4 separate regions of the Mus musculus genome follow, and all the other regions are linked to region 1. Evidence: chromatin contacts called from public Hi-C and promoter capture Hi-C data. All regions are on one chromosome and are shown on one strand. Each heading gives the region's core, a stretch centred on a gene start, on an enhancer-like site or on the middle of the called end of the contact. The rest is flanking DNA. Distances are from core to core; before and after follow the strand shown. Region 1 holds the start of Rpl23a (ribosomal protein L23A). Region 2 holds the start of Smyd4 (SET and MYND domain containing 4). Region 3 holds the start of Rilp (Rab interacting lysosomal protein). Region 4 holds the start of Rnf135 (ring finger protein 135).

The links. Promoter capture Hi-C pulls out the DNA fragments that hold promoters and counts their contacts. A called contact is a pair of places that touch in the nucleus more often than the background predicts.
Region 2: a contact with region 1 is called in a promoter capture Hi-C map of liver, with 2.8 times the contacts expected there. The contact joins the promoter of Smyd4 here to the promoter of Rpl23a in region 1. A contact is called at or near these places in 2 of 39 promoter capture datasets (liver and pre-B cells).
Region 3: a contact with region 1 is called in a promoter capture Hi-C map of liver, with 4 times the contacts expected there. The contact joins the promoter of Rilp here to the promoter of Rpl23a in region 1. A contact is called at or near these places in 1 of 39 promoter capture datasets (liver) and 1 of 9 other capture datasets (adipose tissue).
Region 4: a contact with region 1 is called in a Hi-C map of B cells, with 5 read pairs. The contact joins the promoter of Rnf135 here to the promoter of Rpl23a in region 1. A contact is called at or near these places in 1 of 484 Hi-C or Micro-C datasets (B cells) and 1 of 115 datasets of contacts at active chromatin or transcription factors (microglia).

What each region holds. Positions count from the first base shown.
Region 1 is chr11:78,181,983-78,185,456 of GRCm38.p6, reverse strand. Rpl23a (ribosomal protein L23A) reads left to right here and starts at 1,873. Exons shown (of 5, transcript NM_207523.2): 1 at 1,873-1,938; 2 at 2,471-2,654. The coding sequence starts at 1,914. Snord42b (small nucleolar RNA, C/D box 42B) reads left to right here and starts at 2,344; the gene lies at 2,344-2,398.
Region 2 is chr11:75,346,490-75,349,963 of GRCm38.p6, reverse strand. It overlaps Smyd4 (SET and MYND domain containing 4), which reads right to left and starts at 1,531. Exons shown (of 11, transcript NM_001102611.1): 1 at 1,213-1,531; 2 at 150-295. The coding sequence starts at 283. Rpa1 (replication protein A1) reads left to right here and starts at 1,581. Exons shown (of 17, transcript NM_026653.2): 1 at 1,581-1,738. The coding sequence starts at 1,706.
Region 3 is chr11:75,508,197-75,511,670 of GRCm38.p6, reverse strand. It overlaps Rilp (Rab interacting lysosomal protein), which reads right to left and starts at 1,577. Exons shown (of 8, transcript NM_001029938.2): 1 at 1,299-1,577; 2 at 1,134-1,227; 3 at 933-1,039; 4 at 664-849; 5 at 237-382. The coding sequence starts at 1,523. It overlaps Prpf8 (pre-mRNA processing factor 8), which reads right to left. Exons shown (of 42, transcript NM_138659.2): 39 at 3,257-3,397; 40 at 3,011-3,150; 41 at 2,702-2,904; 42 at 2,224-2,536. The coding sequence ends at 2,382.
Region 4 is chr11:80,182,086-80,185,559 of GRCm38.p6, reverse strand. Rnf135 (ring finger protein 135) reads right to left here and starts at 1,691. Exons shown (of 5, transcript NM_028019.4): 1 at 1,305-1,691. The coding sequence starts at 1,643.

The DNA of each region.
Region 1 (3,474 bases), core at 624-3,123:
ATGTAGCTTTGGCTGTCCTGGAACTTGCTATGTAGACCAACCTGGGCTTGAACTGCTGGGAATAAAGGTGTGTATAATCCACATCTGGCTTAAAAATCCTTTTTTTTTTTTTTTTCTTTTTTTGTTTTTTTCAAGACAGGGTTTCTCTGTATAGCCCTGGCTGTCCTGGAACTCACTCTGCAGTCTAGGCTGGCCTCGAATTCAGAAATCTGCCTGCCTCTGTTAAAAATCCTTTATAATAAGTTTGTGTACGGGTATGTGCACATAAGTACAGGTGTCCACAGAGATATGACTTCTGGGAATCCAACCAGGTCCTCTGAAAGAGAACTACATGATCTTTTTTTTTTTTTTTAAAGATTTATTTATTATTTTATGTAAGTACACTGTAGCTGTCTTCAGACACACCAGAAGAGGGAGTCAGATCTTGTTACGGATTGTTGTGAGCCACCATGTGGTTGCTGAGATTTGAACTCTGGACCTTCCGAAGAGCAGTCGGGTGCTCTTACCCACTGAGCCATCTCACCAGCCCGAACTACATGATCTTAAGTGTTGACCGTCCTTCTAGTCCTTCTAATCCCTTAAACTGTATTCTTCCCAGTTGGTACTGTTATAGGCTTCTGACACTGCAAACTTCTTCCCTAAGACTAGAAATTGCTCACGAACTGAAATTTTAAGGACCTTAACACAGCTACCAGATGCTATAACCACCCACTGTTTTAGACCTAGGGGAATAAACATTTTTCTTTTAAAAACTACAACTCAAGCCGGACGTGGTGGCGCACGCCTTTAATCCCAGCACTCGGGAGGCAGAGGCAGGCGGATTTCTGAGTTCGAGGCCAGCCTGGTCTACAAAATGAGCTCCAGGACAGTCAGAGCTATAAAGGGAAACCCTGTCTCAAAAAACAAACAAAAAACAAACAAACAAACCAACAAAAAAAACCTACAACTCAGGCCACGTAGTGTTGGCACAGGCCTTTTAATCCAAGCACTCAGCAGTCAGAAGTATGTAGATCTTGGTGAGTTCAAAGCCAGCCTCCTCTACAGAGTGAGTTCCAGGACAGCCAGAACTAGAGAAAGAGAAACCCTCTCTCGAAAAGAACAACTCAAAACGAAACAAAACAGAACAGAACAAAACCAAACCAAAACCTAGGGACCCTAGGGTAAGAACACTGGCTGATCTTCTGAAGGTCATTAGTTTAAATCCCAGCAATCACATGATAGCTCACCGGTAATGAGACCTGGCACCTTCTTCTGGAACAAATGAAGACAGCTACAGTGTACTTAAGTATAATAATAAATAAAATAAATCTTTGGACCAGAGAGCAAACGGGGCCGACTGGAGTGAGCAGAGTTCCCAAAAATTCAATTCATGCTGGGCAGTGGTGGCGCACGCCTTTAACCCCAGCACTCCGCAGGCAGAGGCAGAGGCAGGCAGATTTGAGTTTGAGGTCAGCCTGGTTTACAGAGTGAGTTCCAAGACAGCCAATCTACACAGAAAAACCTTGTCTCGAAAAACAAGAAAACAAACAACAAAAAAATTAATTCCTGACAATCACATGAAGACTCAACCATCTGTACAGCTACAGTGTACTCATATACATAAAGTAAATAAATCTTTAGAAAAAAACAAAAACAAAAAGCCAAAACCTACAATTCCCCCAGAGAAACCCTGTGTCGGAAAACCAAACTAAACCAAACCAAAAAACGCCACATTTCCCAAGAAGCCCTTTCAAAGGGAAAGGTGGCGCATGCTTGGTCTCCCACTCTAGGGAATTAAATGGAACTACAATTCCCAAGAAGCCTCATATTACAGTTCATCCAATCAGTGCTATATATAAGCTATCGCGAGACTTTTATGAGCCTCCATTCTATAAGCTCATGGGAATTGGGCTGGGCCATCCTTTTCAGCCAAGATGGCGCCGAAAGCGAAGAAGGAAGGTATGTTGCGGTATGGGAATCTGTCAGGTCGGTCTTGGATACCCGCAGAGCGAACTCGCGGGGAAGAAGAATGCCCGGCTAAGCCATGGGGGGCTTGTTCTGTGGCTACTGTCGCGACTAGGCCCCGCTGCGGGGTATGAGGACCGCGTGGGCCAAGCCGCATGGGCTGGTTCCAGTGCAGGGGATTGGCAAAGCCACCGGGCCGGCAGCGGCCGCCACTGATGGCCAAGCATTTGACTTTGGGAAGCTCCTTAACATCCACAGGGTGGCGCTCCGGGTCTCCAGACCTATAAGGGATTAAAAGTAGTCCTTATTCGCCCTTTCCCCACGTTAAATGGGGTTATACGCACCCACGTGATGGTACAACGGGTTAATTATCTTTGCCTGTGGTATCGTGCATATGATGGAAAAAATCTGAAGTCTCCTGAGACCTGTGATGTCTTCAAAGGAACCACTGATGCACATGCTGGCAGGACGGCCGGAAGGGGTCACTTTACGAATGCCACACTTAATTTTAATTGTCCTCTCCCAGCTCCTGCCCCTCCCAAAGCCGAAGCCAAAGCGAAGGCCTTGAAAGCTAAGAAGGCGGTGCTGAAAGGCGTCCACAGCCACAAAAAGAAGAAGATCCGAACGTCACCCACCTTCCGGCGGCCCAAGACCCTGCGGCTCCGGAGGCAGCCAAAATATCCTCGGAAGAGTGCGCCCAGGAGAAACAAGTCAGTAGGGACCCTGGACCCAGTAGCATGTAGTAGGGCATTAGGAGTTCTTAACGTAGCTTCCCTTATAAAACACAATTGTTGAAGGAGCTGGTGCGGTGGAAGTGTGAGGTTATTTAGTCAGTGTTTGAAAGTTGACTTCAAAGAGATGTTGCTTATCTTGGTTCCAAGTGATAGGGGACTTGTTGGAACACAGGAGAGTGTTGATTAAGATGTCCAATTGGGGAGTGATGGCCTTCGAATAGTGTTATGAAACACACTTTTTTTTTTAAGATTTATTTGTTTTTTTATTTACATGAGTACACTGCAGCAGTCTTCAGATACACTCACTAGAAGGGGGCATCGGATCCCACTACAGACATTTGTGAGCCACCGTGTGGTTGCTGGGAATTGAACTCAGGACCTCTGGAAGAACAGTCAGTGTTCTCAACAGATGAGCCATCTCTCCAGCCTGAAAGACACTTAATTGATCAAATTCTGACGCTACTCAAAGGAAGTTTGAGAGAATGCTTACTGAAAAGTGTTTTGTCTATGGGGGAAGTACTCACCAGACACAATTCATTGCCTATTTGTACCTAGAATTTTTGAGTCATTACTTGGCAGTTGCATAAGTAAAAACTTGGCTTTTCAGAATCTTAAGAAAAAGTTGTTTCCTGATAGCTCAAGGCCAATTTTAGAGTTGCATTGTTTTCACCATGCTTGGTGGTTATTCTGTAATGCTGGGTGGTGGAGGCTAGAGAATCTCAAGTCCAAGGTCATCTTGGGGTTCATGTCTCAGATCAGAGGGGCGGGTGTGAGTGAGTGTGGCTCTTGGATTTCA
Region 2 (3,474 bases), core at 282-2,781, 2.8 Mb after region 1:
GAAACGTGAAAACCAACAGTAACTGCTAAATGCCCCATACTATAAAAAATATAAAGCTACTCTCTCCTATAAAAAAGAGATATTCAGACCAAATGACAAGGCAGAACATTTTCCAGACCAAAATTTCCCTGAAGTTTCCATTCACTTACTGAAGAAGGGAAGAAGAAGGAAGGAAGATGTCGCTCAAAGTCTCTGCTGTAGAAATTGTGTCCTGCACAGACTTCGGGAGTGAAGCCCACTTCTTAAGTAGGTAGGACTTCCATTCATCCACCGGTAGATCCATGCTGCCGCAGCTCTGTAAAGTCAGAACATGAAGATTCAGCTTTCTATTAATGCATAGTTCTAGAAAATCGAGATTTCATCCTACCAAGTGACACGCAACCAAAATCATTTCTTCTGGGGTTTTCTATAGCTGTTGATATGCTGAAGGAGAGTTAATCTGTGGTGTGGTACCAATTCACCCAGACATATTCTTTGGAACTGTTTGAGAAACTATAGTAGGTTGTGGTTGTACAAACAGAGATCAAAATACCAGTAGATGGCTACTATTCCAGTCTTTCTAGACCTGTTTACCTTAGTTGCCCAAAGTTTTCCAGACTTCTTACTCCAGCAACTATGAAGTTAAATATTTTCATTTCTTAGACGGCTCAGTTTTCTGTTTTGATCTCCAGGTCTTTCTTTCAGTTCATATAGCCTCTCTCCCTTTTTATTTTTATTACTTTTTTTTTTTGAGACCGGATCTTATGTTAGCCTGGCTGGCTTCGAACTCAGAGATCTGCCTGCTTTTACCTCGAATGCCACCACGCCTGGGTCCCAAATTTTGATTTTTCAGGGTCTCATTTAGTTCAGGTTGACCTCGAACTCAACGGTGTTAAGGGTGACCTTGAACTTTTGCTGCTTCTACATCCCAAAGGCTGGGATTACAAACAGATCAGAGCCAGCCAGCACGCCAGGCTCTCCAATACTTTTGCATAGGCCATTTGGGCTTTTAGGAACATCACTATCCTCACTGGAATCCACCTGACAAATTTCTACACACACTTTAACTCAGTTCAAACCGCATCGCCTCTCGAAAGCCTGATTGATTTTTGACCCCCACTCTGGAGCTCCACATGTGTGGCCCATATCGCGTCTACCATCCTTGAGGCTGGGTTCCTTGCGGCCACAACTCTCAGGTGGAACTCAAGAGGGCGGAGACTGAGTCTGATTTACCTTGTTTATCCCACAGTGCCAAGCTCTGGGCCTGGCACCGGCGCCGGGCACGCACTGCGTGAAGAAGTACCCAGGTCACTGCTTTGACTATATTTAGCAGCAGTTACCAGGGGAGAGCTCCGACTGTTCCCTGGGTTGCCATTCTGTCTGTCCGCCAAAGGACTGGGCGGGCAAAGTTCCGACAGCTGGCGGGGGAACAACTCAGTAGCACCGCGCTGACACAGGCGCACTGCGACCCAGCGCCCCGCCCTCACGTCCCGCCATCCCGCCACTAGGCCTCGAACCCGGCCTCGGAAGAGTCACGTGCTCTGCCTGCCGCGCGGTAGCCAATGCGGTGGCTATCGGCGTCTAGGCCCGCCCCTCGCACCGCGCTCACGCTGGGGGCGGATCGGCACGCACAGTTGCTCTAGCCAATCGTTGAGCAGCCCGCGGGACCCCGGCAGAGAAGCTCAGGCGGTGCAAGAGCGCGAGCGCGGGAGTTAGCGGTGCAGCCATGGTGGGACACCTGAGCGAGGGGGCCATCGAGGTAAGGAGACGACCCTGAGCGGGCTCGATGGCCCTAGCAGCGCGGCCTTGGAGCGGTGCAAAGAGGACCCGGGGAGGGAGCCGCTGTCGATCGGGAGAGCGTCAGGGAGGAAATTATACGGCCGCGGGGGAGCATCCCGGGGTCTCTAAGACCATCAGAGGATGCTGGAGGCAACCCGGTACTGGCAGAAGAACTCACGAGTTTTTTTAGTTTGTTTACATCTAAGAAAACAAGACAAATAAACATGCCGCTGTCTATCTTCGGCGGCCTCTGTTTCCTCCCTTTCTCCATCACCCCAAACTTTTTGGACTTGTTTTCGGCTGTTTTACTTCTTTTACATCCTCCTAACTCATTATTGCTACTAGACATCTCTCTGGTCACGAGAGAGAAAACGCTGACCGAAGTCACCAGTGGCTTCCCAGTAGCCAAATCAGAAGACATTTTAAAATTTTTCAGCCGACCTAATTGTTTGAGCTTGTTGGCTTCTTTCTGCTAACACTCCTCTCTTGCTAGTGTTCTGTGTTTCATGTTGACAACTTTTTCCTTATTTTACCGGCAAACCCCATAGATTTTTTTGTCGAGCCAAGGCCCTCTGCAGACTAGTTTATAGCCCTTCACCTGCATGTTATTAATTCTTTCCTGCTGAGCTTCCTTCGATCTGCCCTCTATCTTCAAAGTCATTTTCAATTGAACATATATCAGAGCAAATCCTTTATGTCCCTCTAAGTCTGAATTTTAAAAAAGAGTGTGTGTGCGCGTGCGCCAGTGTGTAGTATGTACACATATGTATGACATCTTGGGGATGGCGAATGTGCGTCGGATGCCAGAGGACAACTCTGGGACGTTGTTTCTCTTCCCACTCCGCTGTGGATTCTGTGGATTGAGCTCAGGTAGCTGGGCTTACACAGCAGGCACCTCTACCACAGAGCATCCTTTTGCCCGACTCTGGACACCTAGTCCATCACCAGTTGAAGTATATTTTAACTCCACACTTAACTTTTCCATCCCCACTGGAATAGTCTTTTTTTTTTTTAAAGATTTATTTATTGATTATATGTAAGTACACTGTAGCTGTCTTCATACACTCCAGAAGAGGGAGTCAGATCTTGTTACGGATGGTTGTGAGCCACCATGTGGTTGCTGGGATTTGAACTCCTGACCTTCGGAAGAGCAGTCGGGTGCTCTTACCCACTGAGCCATCTCACCAGCCCTGGAATAGTCTTTTGTTGGCTGAACTAGTCAATTTCAGTCAGCACACTCTTCTCACAGTCTCCTTGCCAGGCCTTGTTTGTTTTTTTCTTTTTAAATATATTTTTGCTCTAGAGGCCATTGATAGTTCCAGTTTCTTTTGCTACCACAGTGTTCCTGTTCAGCTCAGTTGTTACTGAGTTGGTTGGCAAAGTAACTAGCCCAAATCCATGCATTTGGAGACTCCAACTCCTTTTTGTTCACTTATGTATGGCTTTGGGCAACATTCCAAACTCTTTCCCTTGTTTGTAAAAATGAGGCTGAAGCCGAGCAAGGGGCTAGTTGGAGGACTGAGTTTCTAGATTTAGTGTTTAGCTTCTGCTAGTACAGCTAGCAATCATCACAGGTGTACATGTTTATTTGGTAAATATTAGCTACTTTGTATTTCATTCAGGAGATTGTAGAGACTGTAGCCTGCAGCTACTTTCAGTCCCCCTTTAGGGTGATATCCCAGTATCTGGCAAGTTTTAGTCCCTAGATAATGTTTG
Region 3 (3,474 bases), core at 328-2,827, 2.7 Mb after region 1:
CAACACCTCTGAAATGAGCTTAGATGGCCCCTCCTAAGGATAAGGCTTGCTGCTTCAGTTTGGTGACCCCTGGTGCTGCCCTGTTTGAGTGAGGTTCCAGAAGGGCAAGGACTGTGGAAGTTACTTCTTCCCAGTGCCTGAGCAGGACCCTGGCAATTGTCACTGCTGATCTATAAACGATCCAAAAAATAAGGTGGGGTGACCAGGAACAGGCATCCTGGCTTCCAGTCCCTCACCGCTGGAAGTACGCCAACTCCTCCTTGAGCAAGAACACGTTGGCTTTGAGCTCATTCCGCTCCTGAAGGATTTGCTTAAGCTCTTCCCTGCTGAATCCACACTGGACAGCTTCTGGAAGGTTCCCTGGCTGCTTCTGAGTATCCACCTGTACAAGGTCAGGAATGGTCAGAGAGCAGTCTGTCTTAGCTCTTCCCTAAGTCCCAGCGCTCACAATAATATTATGGGAAGTGTCTGCTGGGAAAACTTAGAGGACAAAGTTGCTGCTACATAGGTGTACATAGCACACAACTGCTGTTGCTACCTTCCAACTTCCTGGGTACCTTCTATACTGCATGGTACATCCATGCCAGGTAAACCCAGGCTGGGTCATCAACTGCTGAATGCTGTGAGCTCTGGGATGTATTTTGACTTCGCTCCGTCTCTTACCGGGTCATCTGAGGTTGCCGCATCAGGTTCCAAGCTCTGTTCTTTAGCCAGCTGGCTGGAGCCATCCTGAGCTATCTGGCGCTCCCTCTCCCGGTCCTGGGCGGCCCTCAACTGGGTCTGCACTGCAGCCAGCTTGTGCCGCAGCTCAGAGTTGATCAGCAGGAGGCGCTGTAGCTGTTCCTGCAGCTAGGGGGTGGAGCGAGAGAGCTAGGGGCGGGGCTCCGAGGGCCGTAGCGGCCCCACCCCACTCCGCCTGGCCCCGCCCTCACCGCTTCGGTCTCTTGGCTTCGGCGCTGCAGATCTCGGTTGTGTGCCCGAAGCTCATCCCGCTGTCTGTCTGTCACCTCCTTGAGCTGTCGGAGCAGCGCGCGCTCCTCTGAGGAAGGGGTGTCTTTAGCACTACCGATCTCTGGGGTACGCAGGCCCCGGCTGCCCCCAGCTCGCTCTGCTCCGGTGGGACCCTCACTCACCCTGCGGCCCGGAGCCTAGCTCCTGGCGGAGGCGTTGGTTCTCCTCGCGCAGCCGCCGCAGCTCCACTTCTGCCTGCTGTGCGGACACCTGCAGCTGGGGGAGCCAGGGGTCTCAGGGTTAGGCCTGCCGGCTCTCAGGGGTAAAAGGAGGAGCCGGTGACTCACCGAGTCCGGAGCCGGCCCCACGGCGGCCTTTTCCAAGAGCTCCAGCGCCCGCACGACTAGTGGCACCAGCCCAGCCGCCGCGTCGGGTCCGAAGCGGCGTGCCAGCCCCTGTAGCTCAGTGCCCAGAGCCCCCGCTAGATGGTACACGAGCTCGGCGGCTGACCCTGCGCCCACTGAAGAAGAGGCCTGACTGGGTAGCCTGGGCGCTGCCCTCCTGGGCTCCATTTTTTCCTCTCTTAAGGTCAAAAGCCACCCACACCCTTAACTGGTGCAGGAAAAAGCTTAACAGTTCCGGCCCAGGAAGTTTAGGGCCATAAGGGGCGGGGTAGAAGCAACCCGGGAGGAACAAATAGGGAAAAAGGCCCTGGAGTGGGAGAGTGCTCTGGGCTCCCTGTGCCCTACAAGGTCACTGGATACAGGTCGGCCAACTTCCAGGCAGGTATCCAAGAGTTGAGGACTAGAGCTGTAAGTGGTCACTTCAGGCAAGCCCTCCCCATAGCGCCTGACCCGGGCTCCACCCCTGGACTTGGCTGCCAAGAGGTGAAAGACTGAAGGTCAGCAAACAGCCTCTACTGGACTGCAGGGACAGTCACTTAAGTATGTTCCCCCACTAGGAACCACACAGTTTACAAAAATGAACGAGACCGGGCACTACAGCTATAGGAGGACCACACAGTCCAAGAAGTGATGTTGAAAATAGGTAGACTCCAAGTACTTTTACAGAGAAACCAGCAAATATGCTCAAAGTAATAAGCCAGCCCCAACTCAGCTCCCTGAGTCTAGGGAGCCTCTAAGCCTCCAGCGGAGAAGGCCTCAAGGCTCTGAAGGCAGGGCCCAGTACCTTGCTGTCAACTGCCCAAGCTAGTCCCCAATCCTCAAACGCCTATGCCCAGAATTTGACCTCATAACAGCAAGAAAACAAAAGCACTATTTATAAAATTTATTACATTTTGTTCAGGATTACAATCTATCAACAACACAAGCACAGAACGCAAAGGGGCTGACTGCTGAATGTCAGCAGCTTGTCTGGGGAGGGCGTTCAAGAGGCTCCAGGCTTTGGGGATCTGAAGCAGAAGGAAGTAACTAGGCATAGAGGTCCTCTCTGTCTGCAGAGTAGACCTCACCCTCCTGCAGAAGGGCGAAGTTGAGGAAGTGGGAGGGCCTGTGGACCTCATGGTAGAATTCCTTGGGGTTTGCCAGCTGCAGCTCGTATTTCATGTTGGGATCATGTCGAACACCTAATGGGAGGGGAAACATCAGAAGTTAATAAGGTTCTGCCTGCCTCACCCAGCCTGGGCCCCTGGACCGTTTCCAAGGCAGCCAGACCTCAAGATGACAAGATGACCAAGCATGCTGGTCACCTGTCTCTACCCCACACTTCCTAGGCACACACAACCACGTACCCATAAAGTTGTAGTTCCAGGAGGACTGGGCGGGGACCATGAAGAAGCCGAGGAATCGGTCAGACAGGAGCATCTGAACCCTCTCGTAGTGCGAGGGTAGGTAGCCTTTGGGGTTGTTGCCTTTGTCTGTGTTCTGCCGGCCCCACTCATACCCACTGGGTGTCAGCTTGTAGGCTGTCAGTGTGCAGGAGCCTGGTGTGAAGCTGGGGTGGGGGGGACAGGGACAGGGTAAGCGCTCAAGCCACCAATCCAGGTCCTGGCCTGCAATGCCTGCTCTATAATATTTCCACCCAAGAGGCCCACACCAACCTGCACGTGATGATAATAGTCTTCTCCCCATCCCAAGATGGGTTGTCAGCCATGATTTTGGCATGAGTGGTGACATCTTGGGGTGATAGCTGGGGGGATTCATTGGGCTGAGTGTGGATCCAACCTAAGGGTTCCATCTCCTGTAGGCAAACAGCAATAAAGAGATGTTCAACCCATCTGCAGACAAATGTCCCCCATTAGGGTAGCACGACAGTGAGTGCACTCCCAGGCTCCACCACCACTAACCTTGAGGTACTCATGCTGGGGCAGCTGGCTGGGCAGGTGCACAGTCTGGTGCGTGCCCCACTGCGGCACCATCACAATACAACGGATCTCCTTCACCTGAGGGTTATCTGGAGGGCTCACCCCATACAGGTATCCTGCAATCTAGAGATGAGATCAGAAGGTATTCTTAGTACCAACCCAGAATGCCAGAAGTTTTTAAAATTTTATTGTTGGGGCTG
Region 4 (3,474 bases), core at 442-2,941, 2.0 Mb before region 1:
CGGGGGTCTTACATATCCACAGAGATGATAAAACAGCCACACAAAGCAATGATGATCTGATACATGCTGAAACATCAAGCAGCCCTGAAAATATGAAACTGAAAGTAGTTAGACACAAAGGGGCCCATTTACATGAAACATGTATAATGAGAGGTCCCCTAAAAAATAAAATGAAATAAAAACCTTGGAAGTAGAAAAGTTTCAGTTTCCCAGGGAAGCAGATTGAGACAATGGGCTGTTAATAATCAATGGCTCTGGAAGCTCAGAGCTGAGTCATCTCCTGGGATTTCCTCAAGGCCTCCCCAAGTATAGTAAATCTAACATAGCAGCTAATCAGAAACCAACCCATGTAACTTCCCCAGCACCCACTAATGAAGTTTTAGATTACCTAATGTTTGATAAAATTCCTCTAGTTTCCCATGGATGCCTTGTGCCCCTTTGTCTGGGGTCACCATTTTTATAAGTGGCTGGCCCCTGCATGCAGGGTTCTTGCTTTCTTCAAACAAAAAACACTCTTGCCTTTGAATGGGAGTGGTGGTCTCAGTGCGTCGCTTTCTGACCTAATATAACAGGTAAACTCAGACATAAAGCTTATGAGAGATGAGATACAGAGAGGCTGGAGGGACAGGAATCAGGTGTTATTGCTTAGTGAGTGGGTACAGAGGTCTTTTTTAAGTTGATGAAATTACCTTGGCAACAGCGGTGACAGAAGCACAGTATTGGAAATAAGAGAGATGCCATCGAACTGTACACTAAAAAATTGTTCAGATGGCCAGTCGTGGCACCTGTGTTTGATCCCAGCTCTTGAAAAGCAGAAGCAGGCAAAGTTTTGAGTTCAAGTGGCCCACACCTGTAATCCCAGACTTGGAAAGCCGAGGGAGTCACCCCAGGTTCAATGCCATCCTAGTCTAGTCTAGTTAGACCCTGTCTCAATAAATATACAAATAGGCCAATTGAGTTAAGGGGGAAAATGGCAATTTTTGTGGCACATACATTCTACCACACTAAGAATCTCCAGACATCACAGAAGGCTGGGAAAAACTAAAACTATACAAGTGTGCACCACACCTCGGGTGGATGGGACTTGGATTTTTAACTGTTTGTGATGGGATCTTACTATGTAACTCTGGCCCTGTGGGGCAAGCCACTCCAAAACGGGGAATTGCAGGCATGGGGCCACCACATTGGGCTTTTGTATTTCTTTATACAGCTATAAACTTTTTAAGGTTCTCCAGAAAACAGATTAGACTGAGCAAATTTTGTGGCAGAAAAAGAGATCTGGAAGTCCGGTGCAGGCTTCCTACCTGGGGCGCAGAACGCGGCGCGGGGGCGGGTTCAGGCTCCGAGCCAGCCTCGACCTCCCGCGCCGCTTGGAGGTACTTGTCCACCAGGTCTTGCAGCAGCGGGTTCTTGTGCAGCTTGGGCTTTGTCAAGGGACCCTTCCGACATATGGGGCAAGCCCAAGGGCAGCCATCCACGGCCCCACGCTTCGAGACCCACAGGTCATGGAGGCACCGGAGACAGAAGCTGTGGCCACAGGGCAGCGTGGTGGGCTGGTCTAGTAGCCCTTGGCAGATAATGCAGCTCAGGTCGTCCTCGCTCAGCCACACGGGGACTGCATTGCCAGAACAAACGGCCGCCATAATTAGGCGACAGCCAGGAAGCACCCTTAGGTTCCGCCTTGTCCTACTAACTTCCCCGGCAACACTTCGCCTTGTCCATCAGCTCGCCCCGCCCCTCCCATCAGCTCGACCCGCCCAGCTGCTAATTCTCCCCAGCCTCTAAAAGCGCCGGACATTGCTGGCTACCTGCCTGGATTTTGGCCTGGAAAAATCATCTCTCTCTAGTAGTTGGGTCCTGCTCGCCTAGCCACAAACACGCAACCCCAACAACTTAAGCTATGAAGAAGGTCCGCTTCAGGAACTCATTTTAGAATCATAAGAGTATCAAAATTACAGTTATGAAGTAGCAACAAAAATGGGATCTAATGCCCTCTTCTGGTGTGTCCGAAGACAGCTACAGTGTACTCATATGCATTAAATGACATTAAAAGACAGCCTCAGGGGCTGGTGAGATGGTTCAGTGGGTAAGAGCACCCAACTGCTCTTCCGAAGGTCTGAAGTTCAAATCCCAGCAACCACATGGTGGCTCACAACCACCCGTAATGAGATCTGATGCCCTCTTCAGGTGTGTCTGAAGACAGCTACAGTGTACTTACATATAATTAATTAAAAAAAAAAAAAAAAAAAAAAAAGACAGCCTCAGTCTTTATTTGCTCTTCTTAAAAATAAGTAAATCTGGGGGGAGGGTATAGGAGACTTTCGGGATAGCATTTGAAATGTAAATGAAGAAAATACCTAACAAAAAATTGGAAGCCAGGCGTGGTGGAGCACGCCTTTAAGGCAGGCGGATTTCTGAGTTCGAGGCCAGCCTGGTCTACAAAGTGAGTTCCAGGACAGCCAGGGCTATACAGAGAAACCCTGTCTCGAAAAACAAAACAAAACAAAACCAAAAAAAAAAAAAAATGGAAAAAGAAAAAAAAATAAGTAAATCAGGGCTGGAGAGATGGCTCAGCAGTTAAGAGCACTGATTGCTCTTCCAAAGTCCCGAGTTCAATGCCCAGCAACCACAGGGTGGCTCACAACCATCCATAATGGGATCTGATGCCTTCTTCTGGTGTGTCTGAAGATAGCTGCAGTTTACTTACATATAATAAATAAATAAATCTTTAAAAAAAAAATAACCAACTACTCTTCCAGAGGTCCTGAATTCAGTACTCAGCAACCACATGGTGGCTCACAACCATCTGTAATGGGATCTGGTATGTCTGAAGACAGCTACAGTGTACTCATATACATAAAATAAATGAACAAATCTTTAAAAAATAATTTTCTTGCTACTTCACAACTGTAATTTTGCAACTGTTATGAATAGTCATGTGAATATAGGAGTTTGCCAAAGGTGTTATGACCCACTCATTGAGAATCACTGCTCTAGCAGGTACCTCAGCAGTCAGGTCCAAAGAACTTTAGAAGCTAGAGAGGATCCACCTCCCCAGGGAGCTGCACTCTGGAGAGACACATCCAGAATTTGTATTGCAGCTTCTCTGACCGGGGAATTAAAAAAAAATCAGTAAATTCAGAGGACCTCATCAGGCATGAAGGCACACATCTGTAATCCCAGCACTCAGGAGGCAGACAGACAGATCTCTGTTAAGTTTGAGGCCAGCCTGATCTACAGAGTGAGTTCCAGAACACTCAGGGCTACATTAAGAGACCCTGACTCAAAAAAAAGAAAGAAAGAAAAAAAAGAAAGAAAGAAAGAAAGAAAGAAAGAAAAAAGAAAAAGAAAAAGAAAAAGAAAAAGAAAGGAGGAAAGGAAAGGAAAGGAAAGGAAAGGAAAGGAAAGGAAGGGAAGGGAAGGGAAGGGAAGGGAAGGGAAGGGAAGGGAAGGGAAGGGAAGGGAAGGGAAGGG